7 separate regions of the Mus musculus genome follow, and all the other regions are linked to region 4. The links are chromatin contacts, called in public HiCAR-type and promoter capture Hi-C maps. All regions are on one chromosome and are shown on one strand. Each heading gives the region's core, a stretch centred on a gene start, on an enhancer-like site or on the middle of the called end of the contact. The rest is flanking DNA. Distances are from core to core; before and after follow the strand shown.

Region 1 (2,871 bases), core at 86-2,585, 2.8 Mb before region 4:
CGCAGCACCCAGAATGCAGAGGCAGGCAGATCTCAAAAAGCAGAGGGAGACAGATTCCTCTGAGTTCCAAATAAGTCATAGCCACACAATGAGACTCTATCTCAAAATCAAACAAAAATTGCCTTGGGGATAAAATTTTGTTATGACCAAGATAAAAATTAATTATAAGTAACCGTACATAATTTGGTCATAGATATTAAAGTTTGCTCAATAATTGAAGCCTCGGATTAAACTCCTGGTTAATTAAATCAGTTATGTTTTTCACACACTGAGATAGGGCTTCAGTCTTTTTTTTTCTTTTTTTTTTTTTTTTTGGTTTTTCAAGAGAGTTTCTCTGTATAGCCCTGGCTGTCCTGGAACTCACTCTGTAGACCAGCCTTGGCCTCGAACTCAGAAATCCGCCTGCCTCTGCCCTCCCAAGTGCTGGGATTAAAGGCCTGCGCCACCACGCCCGGCTAGGGCTTCAGTCTTATTACAGAACCTTCCAATTAAATGGTCATCATGTAGGGATTTCAAACAGCAGAACCTAACCCTGGCTGGATATGTCACTCGCTGGATTTTAGCGAATTTATTATTGGGGTTTATTAGCCGGATACAGTGGTTTTCAGAGTTCATAAATATTCAAGGATGAAGCTTGGAAGCAGGCAGAAGACTCCGGTCAGCAGGCTGTCCGTGAGCATGGCTTGGCAGAGATCTCAGCTTAAGACGTGCACTCACTCCAGCCTCCTGGCTGAACCAGCACGCTAGTTTCTTGTTTTGCTGAAGGTGGGAATTACCTTCCCAAGAACGCATACTAAGGACAGAAATTAATGTCTCCAATTTTAAGTGGGGCACTACTGCATATGTGGAATGACGATCCGAATAGCTATTATAAAAATAACAATGTTCATCTCTCAAAGTCCTCATCTATTATTCGAGCGCTCGTAATATCCAATTCGGTTATCCCCATAGATTATTAGGAATACTGCTTCCAGTATGACTGACTAAACACCCTTATCTACAGCCAGGGAGACAGGAAGGGAAGGAAAAGGCTAATGGGGTGCCTATGATGAGAGTACTTTACACACACGCCTGTCTTAAGATGTCAAAATGAAACCTATTATTTTGTACAATTAATAGACAAGATAGGCTAGTCTCTAGATAGGCTCGAGCTACAGGTATGAGAGGAAAGAAAACCAAAGTGAGGCGTTTTGTTTTGTTTGAGACAGGGTCTCGCCTATGTGGCTCAGGATGGCCTGGAAACTCAGGAGACACTAACACTAACAAGTACCACACCGCAAAACGCTGGGCAACCCAGAGAGGCGGTGCCTCCTACGTCACACGACGCAAGGTAACGTCAGCACGCTACGGAAGTCGCGTCCGGCTCCACGCCCGCGAGGGCCCCATTCCGGGATGTCTAGCAGGATGCCTGAGTGAGTTTCTGTTGGCCTGCTGCCTTTAATCTGCGCCGGGGAGCGTGTCCTCACGGCGTCTCCAGGTTATCGGGACGATGAGGTTCTCTCGACCAGCCTCGCGGGCCCGGCGTTTCTCTTCAGGCAGCTTCGCGGGCAGCCCTCGGGCCTTGTAAGAGCGCGCAGCCCCGCCCTCCTCCTTTCGGCCGCCGCAGCCATCTTCCAGGTTGGTACGCGCGTGGCTCTCTCGTCTTGTTCTCCACACACGCTGCGTGTGGCGCCCACGCCGCAGAGACTGCGTGTTAGGGGCGTGGGGAGACCGTCTGGAGGTCACTGCCCTGGGCGGTGTATGCTAGGGAGCTTCTATCCGGGGGAGCCGGGCCTGGCGCAGTCTTGGTTGCCGGGCGTCCGCCCAACCCCAGACTTGAGCATGTGCTGTCGGGCTGGGACTTAGGATTCTGCTTGGGTCTTAACGATGCCGGGGTGCCGAAGCCTGGAATTGGCTCGGGCGAGGAGGGTGCCCGCCGGGTCAGCCTGGTAATGATGTAATGGGGACCCTTCCTCTGGATACATGAAACACTTAGGAATTTTGGCCCTAGAAGACGAGCGTGGGGAAGGAAGGTAACATTAAGGCTGCTTAAGACTACAAGGGCAAGGGGTTATGTCTAGTACACCATGCTTTGGAGCTTCCCTTGTGGTTAGGAATGGCGGGTATTTCTGCCCTGGATGACTGGAGTAATCCAAACCTTGTTGGTTTGTGGGAATACACGATCTGGTTCTAAATATGTGTAGTAGGTAAGTTCGTAGATGGTGTTAAATTAGCATTTAAATTTAGTTGGAATGTGGTTTTCTATGCATGCTTCCTAATAGCATTCGAAAGTGCAGGTGTGCGATTAAGAGATTGTTGATAGAAAGCTACTGTAGTAAAATGGAATTAAACAGCATCAAAGAGGCTGAGTTTGGTGGTCTTCAAGTTACCCTGGAGTTGCAGGTTGCAATGTATTGGCTTAAGTTCTAGCATCCAGTCTGATGGTGCTAATGATAGAATTTGGCCTCTTTTGCTAAGAGGAATTGTGGGCACCCATTTTCAATTCCTGTGATTTGGAAGGTTGACGGAGGTGCTGAGGTTGAGAGGGCCTGCCCTGTGCGACAAGATGACTTTTGGGGGTGTGGTTATTGGGACAGTTAATAACATAAACTGTGAATTGTTATTTGACTGATAACTTTTCTGGTTTCAGTAACTCGCCAAAATGACGAACACAAAGGGAAAGAGGAGAGGCACCCGGTACATGTTCTCTAGGCCTTTTAGGAAACATGGTAAGTTTGTTATGTCTGTGCCTGAGGAGAAGTGGCATGTCTTAGTCTGGCTTTGCTTGTCAGAGACATTGTCCTTTACAGTGTATGTAACTGCCGAATGTGGACTTGGGTTGGAAACTGGTATACTCATGAAAGTGTACCTGTGGTTCTAGAAGTCTTGATT
Region 2 (3,080 bases), core at 287-2,786, 2.2 Mb before region 4:
GTGATAGTTTCTAATTGCCTTCAAGAAAAAGTCCAATCCCTTAATACTGCCTGAAAAGCACTTCTGCGAACTCTGCTCAGCTGTGTGATATCATTACACTACTAAAACCCTACCCCCATTCACCTGGAGACCTCCTTCACAAGCTGTTAGCTTCGGCTAGAATGCTCTTTCTCTACACACCTAGCAGCAATAAAAAGCAAGTGCTAGATTGAATTCTTCCCAAACACGGGACATTTTTATGAACCACTTCGCTCATTATGAAGTGGATACTTACTTAATCTCAAATGTACAAAGGAGACACAGAGAAGCAAGCAGGTTCCAAAGGCAGGTCTGAATTCAAGGATGCTGTAAACACTCTCCCCACTCCCCAACAGTTCTCAGTAGGAGTTCAACTCTTTAAATCCCCTCTAACAGCTGATGTTAACACTAGACACTAATTCACATCTTATGCCTCATTAGCCGGAGGATAAATAAGCCCTCTGAATTCAGGTCCGACTGCATCTGGTTAACTTTTGCATCCCCAGCTCCTTGGGAACATGTAATTAACATTAACAAATACCTGTTGGATATTTAAATGAGTGAACACTGCGTCCACGCAGAGATAGCAGCTTAGAATTTCCCTGGGCAGCATCACTAGGCTTACCAGATTGGGATCTATATAGCATGCATCTCAACCTCACCCTTTTGGCAGTGTGAAACTTTATATATTCTTTTGTGACTTCGTCAGGCTGCCACGATTCCTTAAATGCTGCCCACACCCGTCCTTTTCATAACAGGGATTTGTCTTTTGAGAAAATCTTTTAGAGAAGATTTCTAAAACCCTAATATCAATTTTTCACTTCACTGCGGTTCAATTGTCTTCACGCCTCTCCCCTTTAAAAAAAGGTGGTGGTGGGGGGAGCAAATTGGAAATCAATGAGGGGAAAACTTTTTTTTAAAAAGTGAATTTCGAATGCAGAGTAGGAAAACATTCCAGCACATTTGGAATTGGGTCTTCCCGTGCTGCCAAGGTAGCACTGTCCCAGGTGGCACCTTTGAGAGAAAAAAATCCCGAGGGCCATCAAAGCGGAGGAAACAGGTGCTGCTCTAAGCAGGGGTTTGGTGGCATCCAGGGTTCTGGCTCCATCTTTTGACAAAGAGCCCAGAAGCTAAGGCTATCTGGCCAGTAGTCCATCACCTTCGAGGGGGAGGATTTAAAAAAAAAAAACAAAAAAAAAAAAACAAAGGCTAGAGGGGTGGCGGAGCACAGGGAAAGGGAGAGGAAACGTGACAAACGGAAGCAAACTCTCCTCTCCGGGGAGCGAGGTTGGGCTGCGTCCCCTTCCAAGGACCTGAGACGGACTGTCATTTTGTGTTTTCCCCTCCAAGCGGACTACCACCGGGTCTCGTGAGAGCCTCGGCGCCGCCGCCGTGGGGAAGGCCTCCCTCCGAGGGCTCGGGCTGAAGCAACCGCCTCCGGTCAGCTCGCGGACGCCCCGTGGGGGCCACGCCTGCGGTCCCCCACCCCCGGGCCAGGCCTCCTACCCACAAGGCCCCGCGCCACTCGCGCAGGCGCAGAGGCGGCGAGCGTCTCAGGAAGAGGAAAATGGCATAAACAAGTCGGGAGGACCCGGAGCGCGAGCCGACGAGCGAGCGGAGGGCAAGAGTTTAAAAACAAACCGGCGGCTCCCTCCCGCCGTGCCTTTGCCCCACAGCTTCCGGTCGCCGCCGCCTCAGGGTCGTTTCTCCCCGCAGCCCCGGCCGCGCGCCCACCGCGGCGTCCCGCGCGGCCCCTTTAAGGACAGCGGAGAGGGAGAGGGAGAATCCCTGCTCGCCGCCCGCCCGCCCTTCCCCCTCCCCGGGCGGCTCCGGCTCCCTCAGCGGGGCCCAACCCGCCCGCCCGGCTTCCATCCGGCTCCGGCGGCGGCTCCTTCCCGCCCTCGTCTATGGTGGCGGCGGGGGACGCGGCTGCGGCGTGGCCATGAACAGTGGCGGCGGCGGTGGCCTCCCGCCGCCCTCGGCCGCTGCCTCGCCGTCGTCGTCCTCGCTGGCGGCGGCCGTGGCGGTGGCGGTGGCGGCCTCGTCGGGCGTCGGGGGCGTCCCCGGCGGGCCGGCGGCGGCGGCGGGCGTGAAGCTCAAGTACTGCCGCTACTACGCCAAGGACAAGACGTGCTTCTACGGCGAGGAGTGTCAGTTCCTGCACGAGGACCCAGCCGCCGGCGCGGCCCCGGGGCTTGGCCTCCATAGCAACAGCGTCCCGCTGGCGCTAGCGGCCGCGGCCGGGGCCGCCTTTCCTCCGGGAGCGCTCCCGGGCGGGGGAGCGGGGCCGCCCGCGGGGCCCAAGAAGCCGGAGCTGGGCGTCCCGGGGGCGGCGACCGCGGGCGGCGGACTCGATGGCCCGCGGGTGGCGAGTAAGTGAGGCCCGGGCGGGGTGGTGCGGTGCGGGGTTGGTGCGGTCCGGGCGCGGGGAGGAGGCCTGAGCCTGCCCGCTTCCCCTCACCTCCGGGCCGCAGGAGAGGCCTAGGCCCTGCGCAGCCCTCCTTCCTTCTTCCTGTTTCCTCTCTGGGCTCCGCCGCTCGGGGCAAACCCCGGAGCTAGGGGAGGCGGGTTCCCGGGAGCGTGGGTGGACGGACGGTCGTGGTGTAATTGGGGTGGGGTGGGGGGCGCTGGGAGTGGGGTGCGGGGAGCAGGGGGGATGGGCTGCGGAGTGGAAGCAAGGGGGTGTCGCTTCCGGGTTTGTGTGTGTGTGTGTGTGTGTGTGTGTGCGCGCGCGCGCGCGTGTGCGTGGAAAGGGGCTGGGTCTGCGAGCACATGTGTCGGTGCGTGCTCGCGTGGAGCGCGGGCTGCCGAAAGTTGCCGGCTGGGAACTCCTTCTAAAGGATGTCCGGGGCCAGGGGTGGGGGTGCGGGGAGGAGAGGTGTATGAAGATCAGCTTTATTCATTTATTTATTTTTAAGTAAGCACAGGTTTAATAGAGAGCTTAGGTTAGGAATTTCCCAAGACTTGCGCTCAGGCAGGTTTCTGGAAAGCCAGAGTAAGTGAACTGGGCGTCTGCAGGGATCTTGTCTTTCCCATGGCGTTATACCGAGTGAACTTGCTCA
Region 3 (3,229 bases), core at 700-3,199, 2.2 Mb before region 4:
TTGGTCACAGTGTCTCTTTACTGCAATAGAAAAGTAGCCAAGGCAACCAATAACAACGTCAGCAACAAGACTGTGTCCTGCTGCTCTATGAACTCCTCGGCCATAATGGAAGAGACAGTCTCTCGTTTGTTGTCATATTGAAATCCTCTCTTTGAAGTAGCAGTGCCCAACACAAATAAAGCCACATGTACGTGAGGCCTGGAGTCTGAGCCCCAGCACTGAAGGAGAGGGGTGGGGTATAACAGTGATTTGCTCTTTGTAAATCTCACCAACTGGCAAAAGTGATATAGAGTGAGTTTGAGGAGTGGGGGTAACTTGGAAGCTGAGTCACTCTATGTCTTGACGTACAGTGGTTATGTAGGTACACTGATATATAACAACTGGGGAGTGGACACAGAAGATTTTGCACATGTGTTGCGCTTTGAATCTGGAGAGGGACTAAGACATTTCCTACGAAGGAGTTCAGTGCGGTTTGAGCATGGCTGCAAGTCCTACTCTGATTCTGAGTTACTTCCCTAGAACCCTTTAGCCCTTTAGAAAAATCATCTCTGCTATGGGAAAGTCACTAATCTAATCTCATACACAGCCAAAGCTAACCATTTTGCATTAATAGAGCCTGAAAAGAAAAGCACGCCACGCCATGCGTTTGAGATGTCCCTGTGCATCAACTCGCTTAAGAAAGGTACAGCGTTCTCCCCATCCTTTTCCTTTATAGCCTACATTTTTTAATTTTATCATCTTTTTTTTTAAAGTAATTGGAAACCGTTTCTGCTCATTTAATGTTGCAAAATGTTTTCTCTATTTGTCACGGAAGGTTCAAGCCAGAATCCTAAATGTTGGAAATGAAGGGGAAATAGGCCACTGGGCAGACTGAGGCCAAGCCAGGAGTGCCTCAGAAGGCTGCAAAACTAGGGCAGGGCCTGATCTCCCCCCACCCCCACCCCCGACTTCTAGAACTGTCTCCAACTCCAACTCAATCCAACCCCCTTGTCTTCCCAAACAGAAAGCTGACGCGAGACCGATTAGAACTGGGCAGAATGGGGACTTTCCCCCCTATAGTTAGTTACTATTTTCAATCACAGCTATGCTTCTACCCGAACAGGCAACTTGGGAGAGTAGTCCTAGGAGTCCTTGAAAGTGTCACTAGGGTTTAATCCTAAAATAAGAAAAGTATGGAGAGGGGAAGGGTAGCTAGTTTTTAAATTTATAAATCTGTTTTGCATAGTATTTCCAAAGTAACTAGCCACTGAGTGAAGCGAAAATTGGTACAGGTGGGGGTCGTTAGCAGGGATGACCGCTCTAGCAGAGGATGCTCGCAGTTTTCCCATTAGTTTGCTCTGTCAGCCTACATCTCAAAGAGGTGAGAACGCACCGGCTCGAGAATCTATAGTACCCAGAGGTCGGGTCAGGGAGTCTCGGGCCACCTGCGCTGCTGAAGAAGACTCTCAGAGGCTGACGGAGCATCCAAGCCCAAGCCCAGGCGCGGTGGCCTGGGGACTGAGCTGCAGAGGAGCGCTGCGGAGGAGGGTGAGGGCAGGGGTGGGCAAACCAAAGCCAAGTTCACCGCTTGAAAGGGGGGACGTGAAAGAGGGGAGTGATGCGGCGGCGAGGGGAGCGCGCGGTGGGTATGAGGGAGTGATGCGCGCTCGGCCGGGGTGCAGAGGGGGTGAGGGGCCTTACCAAGCAGCAGCAGCCGCCGGTCGCTGCGCTGCGCCAACGCCCGCATGGCCTCCGGAGCGCGCGGTAGCCAGGCCGCCGGCCCAGCCTGTGATGCGGTCCCAGCGGCGCGCCCCGGGCTGCAGGTGGCTCGCTGAAGGATGCGCGTCACTGACCACAGATTCCCTCGGACTGGTGCAGAGCAGAGGGGGAGGAACCTCTCTCCAGAGGCCGCGGCCGCTCGCTGCTAGGCGGGCTGAACTGGCGCAGTGCTGCAGCCGATCCCACGTGCCCGCCGTGGTCCCCAGCCTGCGCTCCTGGCACCGGGACTGCGGCAGGGGAGACTGGGTGCGGTTCGGCTGGGGAAGTTGCCTGGACTCCGTGGTTGAGTCCCCGGACCTCTGCTTTAAACTCCTAAGGGTGAGAAGAGTGGTGACACACAGACCTCCTTCTTCATGCGCGGGGATCTTTGATGTCCCGTGATGGGCACTGAATCGGTGCCATACACTGGTAACCCCGTGAGTTTTATTCCACATCTGGTAGATCTGCATTGTGGACTGATTTTCTTTGTCTCCCTGTCCTTTCTTATAGGATGTCCAAGATTCCCATCCACCTCCGACCCAGAAAAGCAGACGCGGTTTCAAGGTCAATAAATTAGAGAGGTTAAACAGACACCCAAACAAATTAGACCGTGCACCTCAAAGGATGTTTGGAGTTGTCACCTCCTAGTTCTGGCTTTTAGTCTCATAGTGTCTCTAGGTAACAATTATTTCCCGTGCATCAAGCTGAATATTGAAAGCACAGGATAGCAGCCCTGGCTTCCCCATGAAGGAACCCTCCTGAGCCATTTGTCCTCTGTGTCCTAGTTCTCTCCCCATAATGACGTCAGTAATATCGCTCCATCACAGCAGTCCTCCGCTCCTCATTCTTTTCATCGTTTTTCTCTTCAGGCATGACCCCTGAGAGCATACAAGCACACTAACAACACTGTTTCTCCTCCACTCAGTCCACAGCACTATCAGCCTTCCCGCTAGGGGAAACTTCAAAGTGACGTCCTCCGGGCAGCCACTGTGGAAAATGACATGGGCTTGGTGCTTTAGGCATTTTAAGGTCAGGTGCCCGACGCATGGATTCCACTTCTGGAATTGCAACAGGAGCATGAAGAAACATTCCAACATTCCTGCACACCACAGTGAGACTGTCCACTGATCAGCGGCCAGACGGAGAAATATACATATGTAAAGCAGCACATTTCATCTTTAATAGGGAGGGCAATTCCCACACAGCTACCTCTCCAGCCTATTCATGGATCTTTTTTTTTTTTTAATCATCTGATAGCTTTGTGGGGCTAGAGATGTAGCTCACCGGTAGATTGCTAGCTTAGCTCTTGCAAGGCCCGGGGTTATATCATCAGCAAGAAAAAAAGTAAAAGAAAAAGAAGAAGAAAAAGAAAAAGGGAAAGAAAAAGAAACACAGACCCAAAACCTTCCAGGTGTGGAGAGTTCACTCTCCGAGACATGTGGTGCTCAGGCTGCTGAGATGTGTATCTGTGGTTATCGGTTATTCATCTGGA
Region 4 (3,067 bases), core at 193-2,692:
CATAGTTTGGCCAAGGGTAAAAAAACCACCTCAGTCAAAAATTCTGGTCAGCAACACAGCTACCCAAGCAGCTCTCCCTGTTCTCCTCTACACACCTTTTGTCTCTTTTTAGGCAGAGAGAGGAAGAAGCGCTTAGCATACAGGATGGGGGCAAGAAGGACTGGCAGCCTTCCTACTAATTGCCGAATCACAGAGCACCATGGCTTTGTGAGAGAGGGAGCCCATGCTTAGAAAGTAAGTTCCTAGCAAGGCTTTCTTCCTCCTATTCACTCATAAATGTTCCTCTAATAAGGTCGGAATGATTTTACCTTTGGGTTCGATGTTTAACATTTATTATCTTGGACTTTGCACATGGGGGGAAAAAGCCCTATAATGATTGCCTTAAAAAGCATACAGCTGTTGTCGGTGAAGGCACACGCAGGTCTAACTGCCTCTAATATGTAACCTTCAGAAACTAACCCCCTCAAAAAGTTGCTTTTTACCATGCTTCCGTTTACCCACCCACGTTGCTGCAGAATATTTAATTCCGAAGCAAAAAAATCCATCTTCCCCACTGAATTTTTTGCACAGCAGTGTGTTAAGCAACAACAATGTTAAATTTGTACTGCTTACTCTAAATGGTGTTAAAATAAACGAACTCTGGGTCTGGAAACTCTCACGGACGTTTTTCACAATGAGCTTTAAAAAGGACGCTTCCAAAAGGCGATTGGGGCACTAGGGCAATATTAACAAATCAGGAGTAGATGAGACGCAGAGACGGAGGATTCCTCCACCATAGCGTGTTTCTGTGGTCGCTAACAACAGTCCGCTCGCTCCCTAGGCAAGCAGCGGCGCACAGGCTCTGGAACCTTCTAGGTCATTTGGAGATTCACCATGCGGAGGAAAAGGCTCTGTTGCCCAGGCTCTGCCGAGATCCTAGCTGAGGTGGGAGCCGGTGCCAGCTTGAAGAAGCTGAGTGGGGAGTCGGGGGCGAGCCTGGAAGGCCAGCGGGACCAGGTGGTCGCGGGGTGTCACGGTTCCCGGAATCCCCGGACCCACCATCTCCCTCGGGAAGCAGCGAGCTCCAGCCCTCCCCGGCCACCCAGGCTCCTACTTACGGGGTGCAGCGGTCGCTGAACTCGTTGGCGATGGTCTCGATGCCCCCGGCCCGCGCCACCGCAATGTAGCAGCTCTGTGAGCCTACGTCTAGCCCAACCACCGACATGGCTGGCCCGGTCCGCCTCCGCCTCGGGTCCGCTGCGTGCTCGTCCTGCTCCCGACCAGTCGGGAAGATGCCTCCGGCTTACCCTGCAAGACTGCGCTCAGTCTCTGCCACCGCTCTCCGCCGCCCGCCTCTCTCACGCAGCCGCCGCCGCTCAGCTACCAATCCAAAAGGGGAGGTCCCAATCGCTCAGCCTTATGTAGCCTACTGAGGAGAACTTTCCAGAATCTGCAGCATTTTACTCACCGGCGCCTCCACGTGCCACTTCCGCTTCCTTCTTCTCGAGCCTTCGAGAAAGATTCTACCCAATGGACTGCTGGTCCCTCCGCGGGCGGCCTGAGTTGCCATGGTGACAGGGCAGCTGCTCGGGCGCCATTGGCTAAAACTGACCGAGCTTGCCCGGCCTCCATCCCGCCCTCCCCAGCCTGAGGGGCAGTTTTCGTTCCAGTTGACTCCAGTGAATAACCGGTCGGGAACTTCTGTCGCTTAAGTGGTGACTCCGGTGGCAGTGTCCGGCTCCCGACGCCGAAAAACTATTGAAAGGACGGAGAAAGAACACACTACTCCGGGACCCCAGGCCTCTCCGGTCACGAACTTGCTGTTGGCAGAGAGCATGTCGGGAAGCGTAGTCTGGCCGGGAGACCCTAGCGCCTTGCATGCTGGGAAACGCAGTCCAGTGGTGAGGCCTCGGTGCTTTGCATGCTAGGATATGTAGTCCAGCCCGTGGTGCGTGCCACGATCCTGCTTTGTCTTAAGGGCTCAGTAAAAAGAGGCCCAGCTGGCTGCTGCCGATTCGCGCTCTTTCTCTGGTGTATGCTTTGTTCTGTGTTCCGTTCTTGCTTGTTTTTTCAACAGCTAATGGATTGCGATTTAGGGGCGTCAGGATAAGCCGCAAACGCGGTTTATATTTTGTAGACATTTGTCCGCTGGCAAGATTGTTGCAGAATAAAACACAGAAGGGTTTTCTTCTTCTTCTTCTTCTTCTTCTTCTTCTTCTTCTTCTTCTTCTTCTTCTTCTTCTTCTTCTTCTTCTTCTTCTTCTTCTTCTTAAATGAAAACTTTTGATTGCTATGCAATTTGGGAAGCTGCTGGTGTTTTGCCGACAGGGTTTTGCATATTTTGGATACTAGTTTAAGCCGACTTTGTTTAACCCTGCCACTCCTAACCATAAGGTTATGATTTAATGTAATGGCTAATAATATGGTTTAATAAATGGGTGTATGGTTTATTCCTTGTTTAATCTAACCTTTCATTTTCTTTCCTTGGAAAGTAAGCTTAGGTTCCATGAAGAGAAAGCAGAGGTGGATGCTGCTGGCTCCTGCTTTCAATTCTTATGTACCGTTAAAAAAAACGTCAAAGTTTGCCTGAAAACCCCGTGTGTACCCTCTAGAATATGGAAATATGCACAATTAAAACGTGCGCTGCTAAATAAGTGTGTAATTGAATGAAGAGTTGGGGCCCAGGGTTAAAAACTAACTCCTGAAGTATGCCTCTTCCCGTAGGACAAGTGGGGTTGCTTAAATGGGAGCTTTCTATACAAATTGCAGAGTAAGTTTTATTCGTGGTGATTGATCGGCTTGCCACTTAAGTTATTTCACCTGCTAGCATAACTATTTAAAATGGGAGAAGAACCAACGCTATCCCAGAGCAGCTGCGTTTTTAAATTTGAAATATGTTTGTTGGCATTCTTTTCATTTTGTGTCTCTGAAACCTCCACCACCCCGGCTTTTTTTTAAGTATATGAAAACTCTTTTTTTTTTTTTTTTTTTTTTTGGTTTTTTCGAGACAGGGTTTCTCTGTGTAACCCTGGCTGTCCTGGAACTCACTTTGTAGACCAGGCTGGCCTCGAACTCAGAAATCTGCTTG
Region 5 (3,217 bases), core at 628-3,127, 2.8 Mb before region 4:
ATCTGGACGGACACAGGTTGGAAGCCGCAAGAGTTCCTATCGCTTCAGAGAGTTGAAAATAAGAAAACATTTCAACAGCACTCTTAAAAGTTTCCACCTTCACACGCCCCCTTCCCGAGCCAGGGCCTGGGGCTCCACCTAACCCGAGGAGGAACTCCGCCAGGACTTCCGTCTTCCAGTAGGATCGAGACCCTTCCTTCCTGCCGCAGACCCCCGCCCTGCCCCGCGCAGGGCCCCAAGGAAATGCCGCGTCCCTTCCCCTGGCACAATCCCCTCGCTTCCCGGTACCAGTCCCCAGTTTAAAGTCCCGGCTCCAGCCTCCAACCTCAGTCCACACCTCGAGTCCCCAAGTCCCCAACCCCAGTCTGCAGCCCTTACCCCCAACCCCGTCCCTGAGCCCCCAGGCCCTAGTCCCCAGCCACAGTCCCCGAGTCCCCGGTGCCCAGACCCAGAGCTCCCCGTCCTCAACTGCGACCCCGTGGTCAGGACCCAACCCCGAGCCCCGGTCGGTCCTATCCCCAGTGTCCCGGCCCCGCCTGCCGTGTCCAGCACGCCTTCCCCGCGGCCACTCGGCCCCGCGCCCGGTCCGCCCGCACACGACCAGGCCCGCGGGCGGCGCCTCGAAGGCGGGGACCGGCCCCCCGGGCCGCGCTGCCGCCGCACCTACCATGGTACAGATGGAGGCGAATTTGGAGACTGTCATTAGGATTTCCATCCGCCCGGCGCCATCTTCCAGACAGTCGCGGCGGGCGGGGGACGCGGGGAGCCGGGCCGCCCGCTCGCTCCGCAGCCCGCGGCCGCACCCGGAGCCGCCGCCGACCCACGCTTCTAGCCTGCTGGGCCGCCGCTGCCGTCGTCGCCGCGGGCGCTCAGGCTTCCTCCGGCCCAGCCCCCGCCCGCCGGCCGCCCGCCCGCCCCCGGCTCCGCCCCGGCGCACGGCGCAGCCGCCGCCTCAGGGCCCGCGCCTGCCCGGGAAGCCGCTCACAGCACACCCCGCCCAGCGCGCTGGGGAGAGAGCTCCGCGCAGGCCCTACCGCCCCGACGACCGGGCAGCGTCCTTCCGCCCCGCCCGCCTCCGGCGCCGCCACGCCCACCGCAGCTGTGCCACGCCCATGGTGCCCCGCCCTCCCACGGGGGGGGGGCGAGCTTGGGGAGGACGGCTCCACCCAGTGCGCGTTGGGGCGGGGCGAGACCCGTGCCGCGTTCCTCCTGCAGATGGGTCCTAGCGCCGACGTGAAGCACCTACCTTAGCTTGCAAGAGCGGGTCTTTAGGGGATCGAGCCTTTGCTCTGCGGCGTCTGTGACATCAAGCAGCCTTTAGAGCGACTGACAGTCAGTTGAAACAGAAGACGGAGACCATATCTGGGAAACTGGATGGGTTGGAAGGCAACCCCGCCAGAGTCCCAAGCACTTGGATGTTTTTCTGGGGTGAATCATCTGGGCCTAATTCCCTAAGAAAAGGCTAATTAGATAAAAAGACAAGATTTAACTCTATGAATTAGCAGTAGTGGGGGAGAAGAGGAAGGGGAGCCAATCCTGAAAAACAGTGGGATACCAACTTGGAATTTGTAACAGGGTGGTATGTCCCAAGTAAGAAGCCGAAGCCAATGTGTGAGGAGCACATAGACCGTGTTAGCTAGTGGATGAACGCTTCCTATTTTCTACCGGCAGAAAATTCATAAAACTTCATAAATTACTACTTTAAAAAGCCTGTGATTTGTTTTGATTGGTGATCTGAGGGTAGGACCTTTTCTGCCTTCCACCCAACTCCCCACCACACCGGGTCTGTGGAACTTGGGGCCTAAATTCCGACGAAAGCTCTAAAATCTGATAAGCCTCACTTCATAGTCCAAAGCATTCAAAAGACCGAGAATTTGAACAAAATTTAGTCGAGAAACAGATTTCTGGTACATGAATACTGTTTCCATAGCAATTCCATTGTAAGCGTTGGGGGAGGGGAACACCCACTGAATACAGCTAAGTATTCTGGCAGCTGCTTATTCTCCAGGTATCTACCTTCGTAGTGGCTAGGCCTCCCGCTTTTCTGTAGATACCACGGCAGGGGCTTGGACTCTGGTTTACACCAGTTCAGATCTATGCAATGTTTGTCGCGTTGCTCGCCACTCTAGACTCCACAAGCATAGAGCATGGTCGTACAACATCTATATTTTAAAGGTAAGGATGGGAGCTGGACATATGGCTTAGTTGGCGAAGTGTTTGTGTAGGTGTTCTGAGGTTTCATATCCTCAGCTGAAGTGCTAATCCTACTATGGTAAGGTCATCCTCAGCTATTTAATGAGTTCAAGACCAGCCTGGATCACTTGAGTCCTTGTCCCCAAAAAAATAAATGAATGAAAAGCCAGTCACAGGGAATTGTGACATGCACCTACAATCCCAGCATAGGAAACAGAGAAAGGTGAGTCTCTGTGAGTTCAAGGGCAGCCTGGACTAAATAGCAAATCTACAGATCAGCCAGATCTATGCAGGGAGACCTGGCCTCAAAAATAAATAAAAGAGAATAAACAGCACATGTATGAAATTGTCAAAAAGAAATTAGCAAAAGCCAATGAGTAATTAATTAAAATGTTGAGCAAATAAAACCCTCCAGCTGTCAGTGTGCCGCCTCAGAATTCCTGTCATAGGCTAGGTAGTCTGCTGGATAAGGTTTCATTTTTAAGCTTTATTATTTTTACTTTATGTGTATGGGTGTTTTGCTTGCTCACATGCGTACAGTGTCCGCGGAGGCCAGAAGAAGGCATCAGATCCTCCTGGAACTGGAGTTGTAGAAGGTTGTGAGACCAGATGGATGCTGGGAACCCTTTGAATGCTCTAAGCGTAAACCTTCCAATAACCCCAGAGATCCATCATGCCAGGCTTGTTTTCTAATTGAAGAAGTATAGCATTCATCATTGCACCCCTAGTGAGTGCAGGGCCTGGGTCTATACACACACAGCACAGGCTCTGTCCCTGAAATCTGACGTCTCTCCCTACCTCTCCCAATGAGTCAACCTCTTTGGTTGCATTAATAATGTGGTCTAGCTGTTCAGATAGTAGATGTCAATCAAAATAGCCATAGTTCTAACTCAAGTCTATGTTGGAAATTGTCTTAGGGTTTCCATTGCTCTGAAGAGACACCATGACCAAGGCAACATTCTTATAAAGGACAACATTTAATTGGGCCTGGCTTATACTTTCAGAGGTTCAGTCCATTGTCATC
Region 6 (3,132 bases), core at 610-3,109, 2.6 Mb before region 4:
GGGTGGGGGAGGGTTTTCAAACCTATCAAAGCAAACAGGACTGACCTACTGAGATCCTGCGTCTGTGCTATGTCACTGAACAGGCTAGAGAAAACGCAAATTGTGTCCTGGGAAGGAGGCCAATGTCTAAGTACTGTGACTGAAAAGAATGTGACATTCTTAAAGTGAAGGCAGTTTGGATAAACTGGAGCTCACGGTTGCCTCCAACTACCCTTGCCATTGGTTTCTGGGCTTTTTTTTTTTTTTCCCCAAAGAAAAATTGGCGGGGTGTGGGGCACACGCCTTTCTAACCCTACAGCACTCAAGAAAGAGGCGGATCTCCGTGAGTTCCAGGCTAGCCAAGGCTACAGAGTGAGAAGAAGAAAAATTGATTCGATAAAGCCACGCGGAAGCGTCCTTAAGGCTCCTGGCAAACACACACTCTTAAATGCAAACGGAAATACTAGAACACTCCATTAAAAAGTCCTTGCGTGAAACGTGGCAGAAAGCTTTGAAAAGCCAGCGATGTCTTTCCCAAGAGGTGCTTTGTGCGCAAATGCTTCCAAATCGGGACTCATATTTTGGAAATTATACCCCCCACGCTCCCAAACATGTCAAATCTGAAGAGAAAGGTGAGAATTCCCCCGCAACAGGCTGGGGCAAGGAGGAGGGTGCCTCTCTGCTCATCCCTTCCAGGAAACAAAACCAGAGGGCAACTAGCTAGCGCCACTCTGGCTCCAGACAACGTGCAGACGCAAAGTGCAAGAACTCGTTCCCAAACCTCCATGTCTTGAAAAGCGAGAGGCGCGCAGACCTGCATCGGGGTTCCTGGAACCCGCACCCGCACCGGGCCGGGCCAGACAGCACGCGGCCCCCAGCGGTCCCCCAGATGGTCCCCCCTACCCTGACGCCACACCCCGTCACCGCCCGCACCTGAGGCGAAGTAACTCACTGAGGGAAAGCGGCGGGCTCCCCGCGGGAGCGCTGACGAGGACGCCGCCCGGCTCCGCTCCGCTGGGACTCGCCGCCGCCGATTTCCTGGCGAGAAGCAAAGTCCGGCCAAGACTTTACTTCTCAACCGCCCCTGCTGCCTTTCCCCTAGGGGGCGAGCGCAGAGGCCCAACCCGACACGCACCTGAGCCAATCAACGGCGGACAAAGGCGGGACTAAGAGCGGGCTCGGAGCCTCTCGACCAATCAAGGAGTTCGAGGGGCCGAGTCGGCCCTGCTCATCACCCCCGTGTTAGAGTGAGCGCGTTCCGCCCTCCGCCATCGCTCCCGGCCGGATTCTCCCTCTCAGACACACAGAGAAAACGCTCGGGAAGTGTCTGCGTGCACCCCTGGAGCGCCGCGCCGGGCGTGGGACAGCTGAAGGGAGGGGAGGGCTGCGGGACCAGGCTGAGGGAGAACAGGTGGCGGGGGGCGGCTGACGTGTAGGTGTGCAGGGCGAGGGGACAGCTGGGTGGGGCGGGGACCCAGCCTGGCCAGGGTCAGGTGGGAGCTGGGAGGATGCACCTGAGAAGAAGGGCGGTTCCTTGGGATCAAAGGGAAAAGGAGCTGCCAGTCCCACAGCGTGAGCTCCCGAGGAAGGAGGGCGGTGCTCCAAACTCTCACTTCTCTCGCAAAAGAAAGACCATCGCAGCCCTTGCACCTAGTGGAGATGTACATTTGCACCCCAGGGAGAAAAATTTTTAAAACCCACAGTATCGTCAGGAGAGTCATCTCTGCACAACAGTCTCTCTGCTTTTTCAAGGTGCCCCATGAAAGGCCCCTGAGGACTCAAGTCCTGGGAATAGCCAGCCCTGGGGCAGTCGGGTTCCTGGAGAGCCTAGCAGGCCAGAGATCCGACTCTGACTCTTTTTAAATAGCAGGTGTCTCGGGGCGACAGGTGAGAGCCTATGCTCTTCAGTGGCACTTGGGGACCGGCTGGCTGTGCCCGGCAGCTGGCTTAGCTTCCGCAGTTCCAGGTGAACCGTCCTGCCCGCGCCTGGGCGTGGTCGGGGGCGGGACCCGGTTTAGCCCCGCCCACAGAGGGCCCTGCCGCGCCGCTGCGGCTCCGCCCCCCTCCTTCCGTCATCCGCTTCTTCCGTCGGTGGTTTCTTCCTTCCTGCCTTGTCCCGCACCTTTCGCGACATGGGGAAGAGCTTCCATTTCGCCAGCGCCACCTGAGGATTTCCTGGAGCCGCCACCCCCACCTCCCGCGATGGAAGACGATCAGGAGCTGGAGAGGTAAGGGTGGAGGGGAAGAGTGGAGTGGGGCGGCGGGTCGGGCCAGCGAAGCGGGTGGCGAAGGGGCACGCGGCCGACTGCGGCCCGGCGTGGCGGCTAGGCCTGACCCCAGGCGCTGGGGAAGGAAGGAGAGAGAGTAGAGCGGGCCGGGTTGGGAAGAGGGAGGAGCCGTGGGTTTATTTGTAACAGAAAAGCCCAGAGGGATGCTAGCCATCCGGGAGGGGAGAGAAGTTGGGAATCATGCTGTAAGTCCCAAACTGCCACCACCCCCATTAGAACTGCCTCGTTGTAAGGTCACGCACCGGGCCAGCCGTCCCGAGTGGCGGGCCTGGCGTGTTTAAGTTGGCTAAAGTTACTGCAACTCCGCTCTGTGCAGACTGCTCGTAAATTCTCTCTGTCCACCAAATTCTCCCTCCTATTAAACTTTTCACTTCCTTTAACTTAGTAGTTTCCTTACCTCTTTCAAATGGGAGCCGTAACTGAGCCTGCCACCCTGATAACTTGTGGTTGCCATTTTTATGCTAAAGTAATCGTGTTTTTTATACCTGTCAACTCCCTTTTCATCTTGCAGCAGGGCCTACCCTATTGTAACTCTGCCCCTTTCTTTTGCTCTATCCCAAGAAAGATTTTGCAAACATTTAACTTGGTGGGGTTTTTTTTTTTTTCTGAGATGACACCCCTCCCCCTCTTTGCTGGAGTCAAATGAAGTAGGGAAAAACTGGAGTTAAATATCTATGGCTAGAAGTGTGGAGGCAGGAGAATGAGGCAGTGAATCATAAAAAGTTAATCAGAAAACGATATTCCATGTGATCTTATTCTTACAAAAAAAATATGTGTGTAGAAAAATATCAGGATTGAAGACCTCAATGGCTGAAGGCGAGAGGAAGACAGCCCTGGAAATGGTCCAGGCAGCTGGAACAGATAG
Region 7 (3,202 bases), core at 4-2,503, 2.7 Mb before region 4:
GAATCCTGGCTGGGTCCCATATTGTCTAACCAGGGTTATCAAGCAGGAGGAGAAAAAGAAGATGAAGAAGTCCAGGCTGCTTGACTGAGACCAAAATCCTTGGAAAACAATGGTCACAGGGGTGGGATCTCAGAATCTTCTAGAAGCTCATCTTCAGGGAAAAGGAGAGACAGAAGACTGGAGCTGAAAGAAGAGTGTCCGCTGATGGGGTAGAGCAGACAAGAGAGTGAGAAAGGGGAAGAGGGACTGGAAGGAAGGAAGAGCCGGCCAGCAATCTGCACATGCGCATGGGGCATGACTACAAGGAGCAGAGGGGGCCGTGAGCATGAGATCCCAACAGGGCCGCACAGAGAATGACCTGTCAACAGTGTTGAGACCGCCCTCCATTCAATCCTTTTTCTTGTAGATTAGTTTGACTGGAATAAAGTACATTTTAACCTTCTTCAGTAAAGATATTCATTAAAAAAAAAAAAAAAAAAAAAAAAAAGCTGGGTGTGGTGGCGCACGCCTTTAATCCCAGCACTCGGGAGGCAGAGGCAGGCGGATTTCTGAGTTCGAGGCCAGCCTGGTCTACAAAGTGAAGTCCAGGTCAGCCAGGGCTATACAGAGAAACCCTGTCTCGAAAAACCAAAACCAAACAAACAAACAAACAAACAAACAAGCTTTAAGATTTCCCATGGTTGTCGTCATCCAACTAGCAGAAAGATCGGTTCTGCCCTTCATTGATGCACTACACTTTGCCAGGGAGGATTCGAATAGGGTATTTTCCAGTCTCTGCCATTACGGAGATTAAATCAAGATAAGGGAAAGAGGAAATCCCACAACTGAAAACAGCGTCAAACACTAGAGGACTCAGTGATACAAAAGGAAAGTTGACAAAACACCAGCACAATTGCTGTCAGAAATTAAGGTTTAATTGGTCCTGGTTAAGTTCTGGGCTTCGGAATTTTGAAAAAAAATTCCACGTGACTCGAAGGAGCAGACAAGCTTGGGATTCACCATGTCCTGAGGCTAGTGGCAGGATGCAGAGGGCAAAACTGGAATGTGAAAAACAGGCCACCTTAAGTCATGTCAGGTTGATATTTGGGACGTTTAAGCAGCGCTTCCGTTTCCCTAAGCCGCGAAACCAGAGCCCAGAGCCTGGCTGCCTCTCGCCGTGGACGAGTCCTGGATGCGCATGTGCAACCGGGCTCTACGGCCTCTGGGAGCATGCGCAGTCGTGGCGCGCGTGGGGGGGGGGCTAAGGGGCGGGGCCTGGAGCCTTAGCGGGCCGCGTTCCCGGAAGTTCAAAGTCTCCGGGCGCCAGTGGCTTGCGTCCCGCGTTCCCGGGGACGGCACGTGGCTGCCCCGCGTCAGCCCGGGCCCGATCGTGTCGCCCTGGAGCCGCGGGTGTCAGTCGCGGAAGCGGTGTCGTCGCTGACCATCGCGGATGCGTTCGTCGGGGCCTGTGAGGGCCCCGCGCCGCCGCGCCCCGCGCTGCCCAGCAGGTTCATCTGCTCCTTTCCCGACTGCAGCGCCAGTTACAACAAAGCCTGGAAGCTAGACGCGCACCTATGCAAACACACGGGGGAGGTAACCTGGCCGCCCGTGTGCACGGCAGGGCCTGGCGCAGGGGCTGCGTCCTGGGCTTGGCTGGGGCAGGGCAGGGCAGGGCAGGGCAGGGCAGGGCAGGGCAGGGCAGGGCAGGCGCTCTGCAAAGACCGAATTCTAGGATGTCAGGATTTCCTGCAAGCAACAAGTGTGCACCCTTTTAATTGCAGGCGGGCTTTGGTCGGGTACTAAGGCTGTGGGTAAAGGTGGTCAGGAAAAGCCTTCCTGCTTGGCCCTTTACCCTGGTTCTTATATTTGGTTGTACCCTGGTCTATCTCTTGACAGACTTACCAACCCACTGTTGTCCCTCATAACATACTTTGTAACTTTATCCCTGTTTCTCTTTGACCATTCTGTTCCCACATTTTGGCCTTTCTTTGTCCCTGTGTCCGAGGCAGAGCTTGCTTTCTAGTGGACACTTAAAAGTTGTGGTTCATCACCATCATCATTATTATCATTGTTTTTTTGAGACGGGGTTTCTCTGTGTAACTCACTCTGAACTCACTCTGTAGACCTGACTGGCCTCGAACTCAAAGATCCACTTGCCTCTGCCTCCAGAGTGCTAGTATTAAAGGTGTGCACCACCACACGTGGCTTTGAAGTTGTGTTTATTGTTCCAAACTCGACAATAATTTGATTAGTACGGGTCCTGCCCTGGGACTGGATCTGAACAAGGTTCTTTGACGCCGTGCTGAGCAGTGTGGCTCACTTGTGTCTTCCTGTCCACTGGCTGTGATTGAAGGCTTGATGCCACCTTTCCTGTATTTCAGATTATTTCCATAGTTGGGAAACACAGAACTGGATGTTAGGATATGATATAGCTTTACTGTGGATTCATGACAGCATCCCCTTCCCCACCTCCAGGGTCCCACTTGGAGATTGTGTTTGGGGCTGGGAGCTGTTTCCTTCGGTTGCCTTTGCACCTGTGAGCTTTTTCAGCTGTTGTGACACATTTAACTGTCTCTGTGCCTGCTATCTCTTAGTATGGACACAGGTCACCTGCGATGAGATGCAACCTTTCCTCTGCCTCTTTGCTGTAAAATGATGCTGTAGCAGAGATCTGGGCAGACAGGCTATCTGGGTTCAAAGCCACCTTGAAAAGGGGTTTGCTGGGGAAGCCTGCACCCCATAGGAGCAGGCTAACCTGCCTATCAGATGCTGGACATCCATAGAACAATAGCCTGTGTGCCACGGTGACTTGTGGGACGATGGGGTGTTTTTGATGTGGAACTTGGTTCTACAGTGCCTGTGTTTGGCAGGCACCTTTCTGAATGGACACGTCTCTGGAGGGAAATCTGAGGTGTTGCCTGCCACAAGTCAGACTTTTAACAGCACAGAGCTGAGGAGATGGCTCAGTGAGAGGGGTACTTGCAGCCCGACCTAGGGACCTCACAGGGTAGAAGGAAAGAAGTCACTCTGGGAAGATGTCCTCTGACCTCCACGTGTATGCCGTGGTGCAAACATGCCCCCCTTCCCCAACAGAAATCATTTTTTTTTTAATGTAAAAACTTTCTTTTCTCCCCCCTTCCTTTCTGCTAGAGGCCATTTGTTTGCGACTATGAGGGCTGTGGCAAGGCCTTCATCAGAGACTACCATCTGAGCCGGCATGTCC

Evidence for each region. Promoter capture Hi-C pulls out the DNA fragments that hold promoters and counts their contacts. HiCAR-type assays count read pairs that join an accessible place to other places. Capture Hi-C pulls out chosen DNA fragments and counts their contacts.
Region 1: a contact with region 4 is called in a HiCAR-type map of astrocytes, with 4 times the contacts expected there. The contact joins the promoter of Rpl21 here to the promoter of Hsph1 in region 4. A contact is called at or near these places in 3 of 39 promoter capture datasets (the 3T3-L1 cell line, hippocampal neurons and pre-B cells), 1 of 115 datasets of contacts at active chromatin or transcription factors (astrocytes) and 1 of 9 other capture datasets (adipose tissue).
Region 2: a promoter capture Hi-C map of liver shows a contact between it and region 4, with 3 times the contacts expected there. The contact joins the promoter of Pan3 here to the promoter of Hsph1 in region 4. A contact is called at or near these places in 2 of 39 promoter capture datasets (erythroid cells and liver), 1 of 115 datasets of contacts at active chromatin or transcription factors (astrocytes) and 1 of 9 other capture datasets (liver).
Region 3: a contact with region 4 is called in a promoter capture Hi-C map of pre-B cells, with 5 times the contacts expected there. The contact joins the promoter of Flt3 here to the promoter of Hsph1 in region 4. A contact is called at or near these places in 2 of 39 promoter capture datasets (liver and pre-B cells).
Region 5: a contact with region 4 is called in a promoter capture Hi-C map of pre-B cells. The contact joins the promoter of 1700041I07Rik here to the promoter of Hsph1 in region 4. A contact is called at or near these places in 3 of 39 promoter capture datasets (hippocampal neurons, liver and pre-B cells), 1 of 115 datasets of contacts at active chromatin or transcription factors (astrocytes) and 1 of 9 other capture datasets (adipose tissue).
Region 6: a contact with region 4 is called in a promoter capture Hi-C map of pre-B cells, with 3 times the contacts expected there. The contact joins the promoter of Polr1d here to the promoter of Hsph1 in region 4. A contact is called at or near these places in 3 of 39 promoter capture datasets (maxillary cranial neural crest, neutrophils and pre-B cells), 1 of 115 datasets of contacts at active chromatin or transcription factors (astrocytes) and 1 of 9 other capture datasets (liver).
Region 7: a promoter capture Hi-C map of liver shows a contact between it and region 4, with 3 times the contacts expected there. The contact joins the promoter of Gtf3a here to the promoter of Hsph1 in region 4. A contact is called at or near these places in 3 of 39 promoter capture datasets (liver, neutrophils and pre-B cells), 1 of 484 Hi-C or Micro-C datasets (pre-B cells) and 2 of 9 other capture datasets (adipose tissue and liver).

Annotation. Positions count from the first base shown.
Region 1 is chr5:146,831,555-146,834,425 of GRCm38.p6, forward strand. It overlaps Rpl21 (ribosomal protein L21), which reads left to right and starts at 1,336. Exons shown (of 6, transcript NM_019647.6): 1 at 1,336-1,617; 2 at 2,630-2,708. The coding sequence starts at 2,642.
Region 2 is chr5:147,428,620-147,431,699 of GRCm38.p6, forward strand. It overlaps Pan3 (PAN3 poly(A) specific ribonuclease subunit), which reads left to right and starts at 1,537. Exons shown (of 19, transcript NM_028291.5): 1 at 1,537-2,390. The coding sequence starts at 1,961.
Region 3 is chr5:147,398,540-147,401,768 of GRCm38.p6, forward strand. It overlaps Flt3 (FMS-like tyrosine kinase 3), which reads right to left and starts at 1,950. Exons shown (of 24, transcript NM_010229.2): 1 at 1,681-1,950. The coding sequence starts at 1,726. It overlaps Gm26597 (predicted gene, 26597), which reads left to right and starts at 1,015. Exons shown (of 2, transcript NR_165432.1): 1 at 1,015-1,360; 2 at 2,248-3,229.
Region 4 is chr5:149,634,873-149,637,939 of GRCm38.p6, forward strand. Hsph1 (heat shock 105kDa/110kDa protein 1) reads right to left here and starts at 1,443. Exons shown (of 18, transcript NM_013559.2): 1 at 1,098-1,443. The coding sequence starts at 1,204.
Region 5 is chr5:146,793,948-146,797,164 of GRCm38.p6, forward strand. It overlaps 1700041I07Rik (a long non-coding RNA gene), which reads left to right and starts at 1,878. Exons shown (of 2, transcript XR_377208.4): 1 at 1,878-2,175. It overlaps Usp12 (ubiquitin specific peptidase 12), which reads right to left and starts at 1,009. Exons shown (of 9, transcript NM_011669.3): 1 at 668-1,009. The coding sequence starts at 715.
Region 6 is chr5:147,075,487-147,078,618 of GRCm38.p6, forward strand. It overlaps Polr1d (polymerase (RNA) I polypeptide D), which reads left to right and starts at 1,860. Exons shown (of 3, transcript NM_181730.4): 1 at 1,860-2,207. The coding sequence starts at 2,182. Lnx2 (ligand of numb-protein X 2) reads right to left here and starts at 1,086. Exons shown (of 10, transcript NM_080795.4): 1 at 932-1,086.
Region 7 is chr5:146,947,404-146,950,605 of GRCm38.p6, forward strand. Gtf3a (general transcription factor III A) reads left to right here and starts at 1,254. Exons shown (of 9, transcript NM_025652.3): 1 at 1,254-1,572; 2 at 3,130-3,202. The coding sequence starts at 1,378.